Linked DNA regions of Mus musculus: region 1 is linked to region 2. The links are chromatin contacts, called in public Hi-C maps. All regions are on one chromosome and are shown on one strand. The core of a region is the stretch at or near the end of the contact, and the rest is flanking DNA. Distances in the headings are between cores, read along the strand shown.

The links. A called contact is a pair of places that touch in the nucleus more often than the background predicts.
Region 1: a contact with region 2 is called in a Hi-C map of extraembryonic endoderm stem cells, with 2.1 times the contacts expected there. A contact is called at or near these places in 12 of 484 Hi-C or Micro-C datasets (cerebral cortex, cumulus cells, embryonic fibroblasts and 8 more) and 2 of 130 datasets of targeted methods (large pre-B cells and pancreatic cancer cells).

The regions. Positions count from the first base shown.
Region 1 is chr19:25,545,881-25,549,868 of GRCm38.p6, reverse strand. Dmrt1 (doublesex and mab-3 related transcription factor 1) reads right to left here. Exons shown (of 5, transcript NM_015826.5): 3 at 3,767-3,988. Among named protein-coding and RNA genes, the nearest start is that of Dmrt1, 42 kb to the right of the region's middle.
Region 2 is chr19:25,338,803-25,343,105 of GRCm38.p6, reverse strand. The region is part of intron 3 of Kank1 (KN motif and ankyrin repeat domains 1); the gene reads right to left. Among named protein-coding and RNA genes, the nearest start is that of Gm52392, 60 kb to the left of the region's middle.

The DNA of each region.
Region 1 (3,988 bases), core at 1,484-3,983, 210 kb before region 2:
CAACCAAAGAGCGGCGGCTGCGGGCCTGAAGGAGATCTCAGGCACGGCTCTGAGCCCTCCCATATTTATTTCAGCTCACTTGATATGCACGATTGTCAACCAGGTACAACATGTTTATTTAAGAGATAATGTTGCCGCGGAGGAGTGCGCACAGCCATAAACAGCTTTTGCAGGCAATTAAATGCAGAAGCAAAATTGAACTGCTGGTCAGCAGAGGCAGCCATTCATCCTGAGTTTGTTCCAGAGCCACAAATGTTATTCCTGTTTCACAACAGGACAGGAATCTATGATTGGGCCACAAATCTCTTCAGGCTCCAGACAGACCAGAGACAATTAAAGCCATTCTCAAACCTGCATGGTGGTCACGGCAGCACGCTCTGGGATTCTGGAAGACCGCCCCCACCTCGGGAGAATCTTTCCTTCCCCACCCCCACCCCCACCTCATAGGTTTTGCACTTAGTAGGGCCTGAGACAGTCTGTGGCTTGCTTGATTTTATAGCCAGGCATACAGGAGAAAGCCACACAAGAATCAATGGATTTTTTTTTAAATGCAAAAATGGATGCCCTGTTTGTTTTTAAGAAGTCTACCTTTAAAACAGAATTATGGTCTCTGCTACAATACATGTTTTTACAGAAACCAAAAGAGGTCTTTGGTTGAAAAACATCAACACTGCACTGCAACACACAATGTCACTGAAAGTCGCAAGGAAAGGGGACAGACTATAAAAGGGAGACTCCGCCGGGCGTGGTAGCCCACGCCTTTAATCCCAGCACTCAGGAGGCAGAGACAGGCAGATTTCTGAGTTCGAGGACAGCCTGGTCTACGAGAGAGAGAGAGAGAGAGAGAGAGAGAGAGAGAGAGAGAGAGAGAGAGAGAGAGAGGATCCAGATCAATGTGAGGAACAGGGACTCCACACCAGCTCTTGGACAGAGTCATGAAGAGGAGCAGACAACAGAGAGCAGCACAGGCCTTCCCACACAGCTGAAGGCACCTCAGAAAACATGACAGGATGCTGGGAAGCCACCCCCCACAAGAAGTGAGGTAATGCTCCAAGAGCAGGCCCAGCACACCTTCCAGAAACTAAGACAGTGAGGCTGGGCATGGAGCTGCACAGCCACGATACAAGCACTTGAGAGACGGAGTCAGGCAGATCACAAAGCTCAGGCCCACTGGGCTTACAGAGTACATCCCAGTCCTGCCTAAATGAAGCCTGTCTTTAAAAACCAAAAACCAAAACCAAGTTGATAGCCACTCTCCCATCTATCCCAGATTTCTGTCTTAACACCTCTGATAGTGCTGTGTGTGTATGTGTGTGTGTGTGTGTGTGTTCCTTCCTTCCTTCCTTTTTTTCATGTGTATATGTAGATACACGTGAGTATGTACACATGTAGGCCAGATGTCAACACTGGGTGTATTCTTCTATCATGTTCTCTCTTATACTTTGAAGCAGGGTCTCTCACTGAACCTGGAGCCCACTCAATGTGGCTAGACTCCAGGTTAGCAAGTCCCAGGCACCCACCCGCTCACACCCCACAATCAGCAGGATCAGCAGGGAATTCCACCGTTTCTGGATTTTAACGAGGATGTTGGTGTCCAAACCTCAGGTCCTTATACCTGAATATCAGGCACTTTACCCACGGGACCACCTCTCTAGCTGTGGAGACAACTCTGGGGCCAGGCATGGTAGTGCACACCTTTGACCCTAGCACTCCTGAGGCAGAAGCAAGTGGATCTTTGGGAGTTCAAGGCCAGCCTGGTCTACATGGCAAGTTCCAAGCTACCCAGAACTACACAGTGAGATCCTGCCTCAAAAAATAAATAAATAAATAAATAAAAAATAAAACAATAAAACCCCTTCAGGTTACAGTGTAAGCCACCTCATTTCTATCACTTCAACACCAGACAAATGTCTAGTATATATGTGCTTACTATTTAATGCTTTCGTATGACATATCTTAACAAACACATTTATGCCATTATTATGTTTGTCTATGCTTTGCAATATTTTAACTTTTTTTGTTTACTTATTTACCTTATTTTTATGAACACCGGTGTTTCGCCTGCATGTATGTCTATGTGACAGTATCAGATCTTACAGTTTCAGATAGTTGTGAGCTGCCATGAGGATTTGAACCTCCGGTCCTCGGGAAGAGCAGTCAGTACCCTTATCCACTGGACCATCTATCTCTCCAGCACTACCCAAAGGAATCAAACTCTTCCTCAAAACTATAAAAAGTCATTCCATTCAGTCTTTGATCCAAACATCACAGTATTTTGCTTTTAAACGATTAACTCTTTTTATTGGGAGGCATGACCGAAGGAGCTAGCTCAATACATAGGGACGCCTAGCAAAGAATTCAATAGATCTAAAAACAGTACAGCAAGTGGGAAGAGGAAGTGAAATTAGGTCGTCAGCTGTGATCTGCAGTGTTTCTGTTTACATGGAAACTCTCTAGTAAGCCAACCATGTCACTTTGGAACCATACTGTGTCACTCGTCCATGTGACAAATGGGAGCACCATCAGAGAAAGCTGAGATTTAGAGGACAAAGTACCTGCTCAAGGTGGCACGGCTAAATCAAAAGTTGTAACTGAGTATGGATGGATGGGCCTTCCAGGGTTACAACTCCTGCTCCTTAACCCGCGCTCGGTTTCCCTCACTCAGCAGGCCAACTCAGCATCTCTGCAGCTCTCTGCAGGAGAACAGGGTGGCATGAAAACCCTGGGGACCTTTATCAGGTGTCCTAGTCACTTGCTCATCTGCATTTGGTATTTATTTTGCAAGTTGGCAGCTTATAGCTATGTTGGCTTATTTTGATGTAAGAATTTTGCAGGCATGACTGAAACATTTTTAAAAGTCAAGTTGTGTTCACAGTTGGTGATGCGAGGCTTAAGAGAGCCCTGCCGCATCCCAGTCCTTTATTCAGTCTCCCTGGATCATTCTCTGTTATGCATACATTGAGAATGTCCCTCCTTATGCCTTATGTGCCATCACACTGACAGAAAATTGTTGTGCAGATTCCCCAAAGTAACCTCAAACTTCTGAGATAAAGGTTATGTTAGACGGTGACTGTGGACTGAGTATTTCAGGAACACACGGAAGCTCTACCCTTGGCCACCTAAAACAACAGCTCTCTTCAAGACACTAGTGCTTGTTTCTCACCTGCATAGGTGAAGAAAAGCAGAAGAGAGTTCCAAGAAGATTTCAACAGAAAACGGAGGGCTTACGCGATGAGTCTAAGCCCTAAGCAACCAAGAGCCTGCGCATTTATAGGGGATCCGCCCCACAGCCGAGGTTCAACTGCAGAGACAGGCCGATCTTGGTGAGTTTGAGGCCAGTCTGGGATGACTTGAGAATTAGTATTTTCAAAAAGAAAAACAGGAGAACCTTGATGAACAGGGTTTGTTGGGAGATGACTGCCACCCAGGAAGCTGCACCTAACATATTCTAAGCTACCCCAAGGTAGAGCAGGCTGGAGGAGGTGGGGCCTCAGATATATCTAACTCTGGGCAGCTGGGTATTTCTGCAAAATGACAATGTGAGAAAAACCAAAGCTGAAAATGAACCCTAAAAACCATACACAATTCCTTCCTGAGTCCCTGCAGCCCATCTTTGCTGACATTAACAGATAGATAGGCCAGTGTGCATCACATCATACTGTGACTACGTGTGTACTGAACAGAACATGTGCGTGGTACATGGTGTGCACGTGTGTGCACTTCCATGCATGCGTGTTTCACATATTCCATTAACTCTGGGTCATACCTGCCACTGGTTTCCAGTCTGAGCAGGCACGTAAGGTGCTGGGAGACTCCGCAGGCTGTTCTTCACGGGGGATCCCCCGAGGGAATTCCCCACCTCCCCTGAGGAGGACTCAGCAGACAAGGCCATGGAATACTGGGGGTAGTTGTACAGATTGTTGTAGTAAGGAAACAGAGAAGGCTGGTAAAAGCTGCTGTAGTAGGCGGGGTCTGATACCAGGTCAGA
Region 2 (4,303 bases), core at 1,051-3,550:
GGATAGGAATAAACCCCTCAGATAAACTCCTGTAATAAGAGCGGGCATTTTTGAGAAAATAAAGGAAATGAAAACCAGAACACTAGATGCTGGCCATGCCTCCCCACCTCTCTTAGCTTTTGGGTTTCATTTATCAAGTGTTACCTGTAGAATATAAACTTGATAAGGGAATGGGCACAGTCCTTAAAGATGGCTTATATACCGTAAAGTTCCCATGGTGACATTTGGTATTAAGAAAATATAAATAAAGAGTATTCCTTTATAAAACATGAAGCTAAATCACACTTAGATGAAATGCCAGCTATGAGAAGTGACAAAGGGTTTGTAAACTAACATAAAGATCTGAGTTACACAGCCTGATAGTAACTTAACAGTTAAATGCCTACTTTAACAACCAGCACAGGATCCACCAAGGTTAATTCAAGTTGCTCCAGAAATGACTTAACATTAACTACATCCAAAGAAACCACTGGCTCGTTACCAAAGGCTTCCCTGAGTCCCTGTGGGTTACCTGACAATGAGAGCACTCTGGGGATTAGATGAAAATGAAAAGTCTAGGAGTGAAAACCCACAGCCGGTCATGTTGGCTCCTGCCCATAATCCCAACACTCAGGAGGTGGATGCAAGAGACCTTGAGGGGTCCAGCCTTGGCTACATACTGAGACTGAGCCAATCTGAGCTGCAGGAGAGAGACCCTGGCTCAAAGCAGGGGAGAAAAGGTATTGTTAATCCGAACAAGTTCTAAATTTACTTAGACCTGAGAAGGTCCTCCTTATTGCCCAATATATGGTTGCGTTAAACAACATTTCTTTCAGCGTCAGTCAGGGTGTGGTGCTGTGCTGTTGCTGGGTGAGGAGGCAACTCTGGAATCAGGCTTACAAAGGAGCTCCTGCTGGCCTCCAATGTGAGCCTCTCTGTGGGCTGTTCGGCCTGACCAGGCTTGTCTGAGGCATCCACTCACACGGCAGTCTGGCTCCCCTTCCAATCTTGGGCATATTGGCTCCTGTCTATAATCCCAACTCTTGGGAGGTGGATGCCAGAAGCTTAGGGGTTCAAGTCTAGCCTTGGCTACATACTGCTATCCAAAGAAGAGCAGTGGGCCAATTTTTCCTAGACCCGGAGGCAGAGTTCCCTATTTTCTCTTCCCTTCCTTGTGTGTGTTTAGTCAGTCACGCGCCAGATGGTGTCTTCTCTGCCACTGTTTTCTGTCTTTAGACATCAAAGGGAGTAGGTAAAATATGTTCCCGGTGTCATAGGCCTAATGTAGTGTGCTGACCTAACCTGTATTCAGAGGCTTGCATTAAAACTGCCCCAATGCAGATCAGCCAGAGAAGTAAAGAGACTAACAGCCAAATCAACCAACTGCTTACTGAGAGCCTCTTAAATATTCTTCCTCTAGCAACAACTTCTGCCTGAGAAATAGTCACACAAGCCCAAGGATAGAAAACGATCAAACCTACGGAGCCATCTCTCCAGCCCTGAATATCCGTTTCTATAAAGCAATTTTCACATCTTATTGATTAACTATAATAACATTGGCATTATTCTAATTGACTGTCAATCACTCCTGCCCTGGTCTAAAAGTTCAAAGAGAAAGCAGCAAGGGACATGGCTGGGAACATGGTAGCCTTCGCCCTGAGCTGGTGGAACACACTACAGTGAGTAGCTTCTTGTAAAGCCATGTCTAAACCTCCGTGCCATCCAGAGGTGCCCGCAGCTGCCCCAGCAGCAACTCTTCCCACCCAGGAGGAAACAAAGGAGGAAGGAGGAAGCGCAAGAGGACTCTTTCAAGCATGAGGTTTTAAGTGGCTTTCCTGCCTTTAAAAAAAAAAAAAAATCAGTCACAATGCAATCGAATTCCTCAAAAGGCTGCTAATACTGCCACCTAGTGAACAGTGGGAGAGGCAATAGACAGACCCAGGACCCAAAGAATATCTCTAAAGCAACTCCCAGAGGCTAAGCCCCCCTCCCCCATCTCAATCTCCTTTGAGGCATTACATGCAGAACACTGAGGAGAGGGAACAGTAGAAAGCCGTCGAAATGTGGATTGCTCCGTGCAAGAATTAGCCAAACTTCAGACATGAGCACAGTGGGGTGCACAAATTCCATTTTCCCATAAAGCACTGGACATCTCTGTCCATCTCCAGCAGGGACTGCCACCAGCTGTCCTCAGAGTGTCCTGCTGTAGCATGGCCCTCTCGTGTGGTAACTTTCTGTGGTTTTCTTGAGTTGGTGCCCATTGAACCTCAAGGGCCCTGTTAACTGAGTATCAGGTCCCACTTCCTCCTTTCCCTTGAACAGCAAGCAGAGCAGATGTCCATTTCAGCATGCCCCCAACTCCTCACACGATGCACACTGTCCTGCCTTCTCACTTCCTCTTCCTGTGGTCCCAGCATCTTCCTCCACTGATTCCATGGTTTATTTTATATGTTCTTCTAAGCTACCATGAAATTTTCCCTAATCAAAATTGATGTGTACAAGTGAAAGCCATCAGGAAATGCTTGTGTGTATACTGTGTTCCCAATGGGGTCCTGATGGTACAAACACACACATCGGACAATGGGAATCCTGACCTCTGGCGTCTCTTCCAACTCATACACTCTCCATTGGAGGTCTGCTGACATACAAGCCAGACCTGTGACCAGTGTCCTCATCAAAGCAATGACCTAGCTTCTACTCACTCCAGAATGGCTTCCTAGCATGTCTGCCTTCAATTCCTGCAGCCTGTTCAGTGGCCAGGGCCGTCTTCACTTATCACTCTACAGATGCAGTCTTAATCAACACTTGTCCATTCCTCGACAGGTACCCACATGTTCCCAAGTACCAAGTGCTGATAGAAAAGGTTTCTGTTTTACTATAAAGCCTTATCTAAAGGCACAGAGTAAAAGATTACAGAAGCAGGCATGAAGAAGACGACAACATTGAAACCCCTGATTCAAAACACACAGGCTGGCATAGGCTGGCTTTTCACCATATCTTTGTGTACACCCACTGAGCTGCCTACAATCTGTGTTTAGGTAATGACTGACACCTGAGAGGGGTCCACCACCTAAGTCCTTAGCACTAGTAATGAGATATTAGAAACTATAGAGGTCTCAAAAATGACCTTCTTAGTCCTACACTTGGTTCTGTTTGTTTTCTTCAGAACCATCTGAAGTATAAAATAGCTGAAGGGTTCCTGTCAGCAAAGGATGGGATGGGAGATGTGGGTGGGTCGAGAAGGCAGGTATTCAGGGTAGCAGGTGTGTTCCTTACGCAATGGAAGCTGCTTTTTATTTCAGAACATTGTGTTTTATAGGCTTAGGCATACAAGCACTGAAGGGTCACATGATCCTGGAGCTGACTAGAACGGAAACATTCCTAGGAAGATGAATGATCAAAAACCCTGGGAAAATGGGAACAGTGCCATTCGAAGGCCAGGGCATCAGCCTCCAAGCTTCTGATGTCGTCCTATACAAGAGAGGATGCTGTATCCAAAAGGGACAGAAAACCTACCTTGTCTGGAATTGGCTTCCATGCAGGGAACCCAAATCTAGATATTCAAGTGTTTGGTGAGGACACATCAGAAAGTGTGATTGACAGAGGGTCTTGTGATTTTTATTCCAATGTAACTAGCAGTTGAGGCCTCTGCCTCTTCCCACCTATGCTCTGGATGGAATCCAGAGTCTAGAGGGAAACAGAGTCCAGACAGACATGCAATTTTAGAAATTGGGAACTAAGGCTCAGAGTGAGTGAAGAACTTGGCCCAGAGAGCTGGGCTTGGTACGGTGTTGGTGTCTGCAACTTAGTGAAATTCCTTGGTCTGCTGTTCTTAGTAGAAAGCTATGGTCTAGGCCAGTGCTAGCCAACAGAACTTTGGGGGTTAATAGCATGACCTCTTTAATGAAGACCCAAACCCCAATGTCCAGGTCTGGCCACCTTCTCTTGGAACATGGAGACAAGGACAAGCTGACACTCAGAGTGACTTTTACCTATTGTCAGTCAGGCCTGAGGAGTAGAGGAAGTGAGCCCTGGACAGAGTTTGAAACAATCCAACAAGACAATGAATTGTGAGATCGCCATCGCTACCTTCCTCGGGATCCTATAGACAGACATCAGCTCTGTCAACAGCAGCGCTACATACCAGCCTCTTGCTTGTGGCGGTCCCCAGATAGACAGCAAGACCATGAAAATTGATTTCTACCTGTGGCTCTCAATCGACCATGAAGACAAATCTCAAAGACAGCCAGTTCACAGACATGAAGTCAGACCAACTGTCTCAACCCACCCTCCCTGTATTGCAGGGCGAGCCAGCCATCCCTCC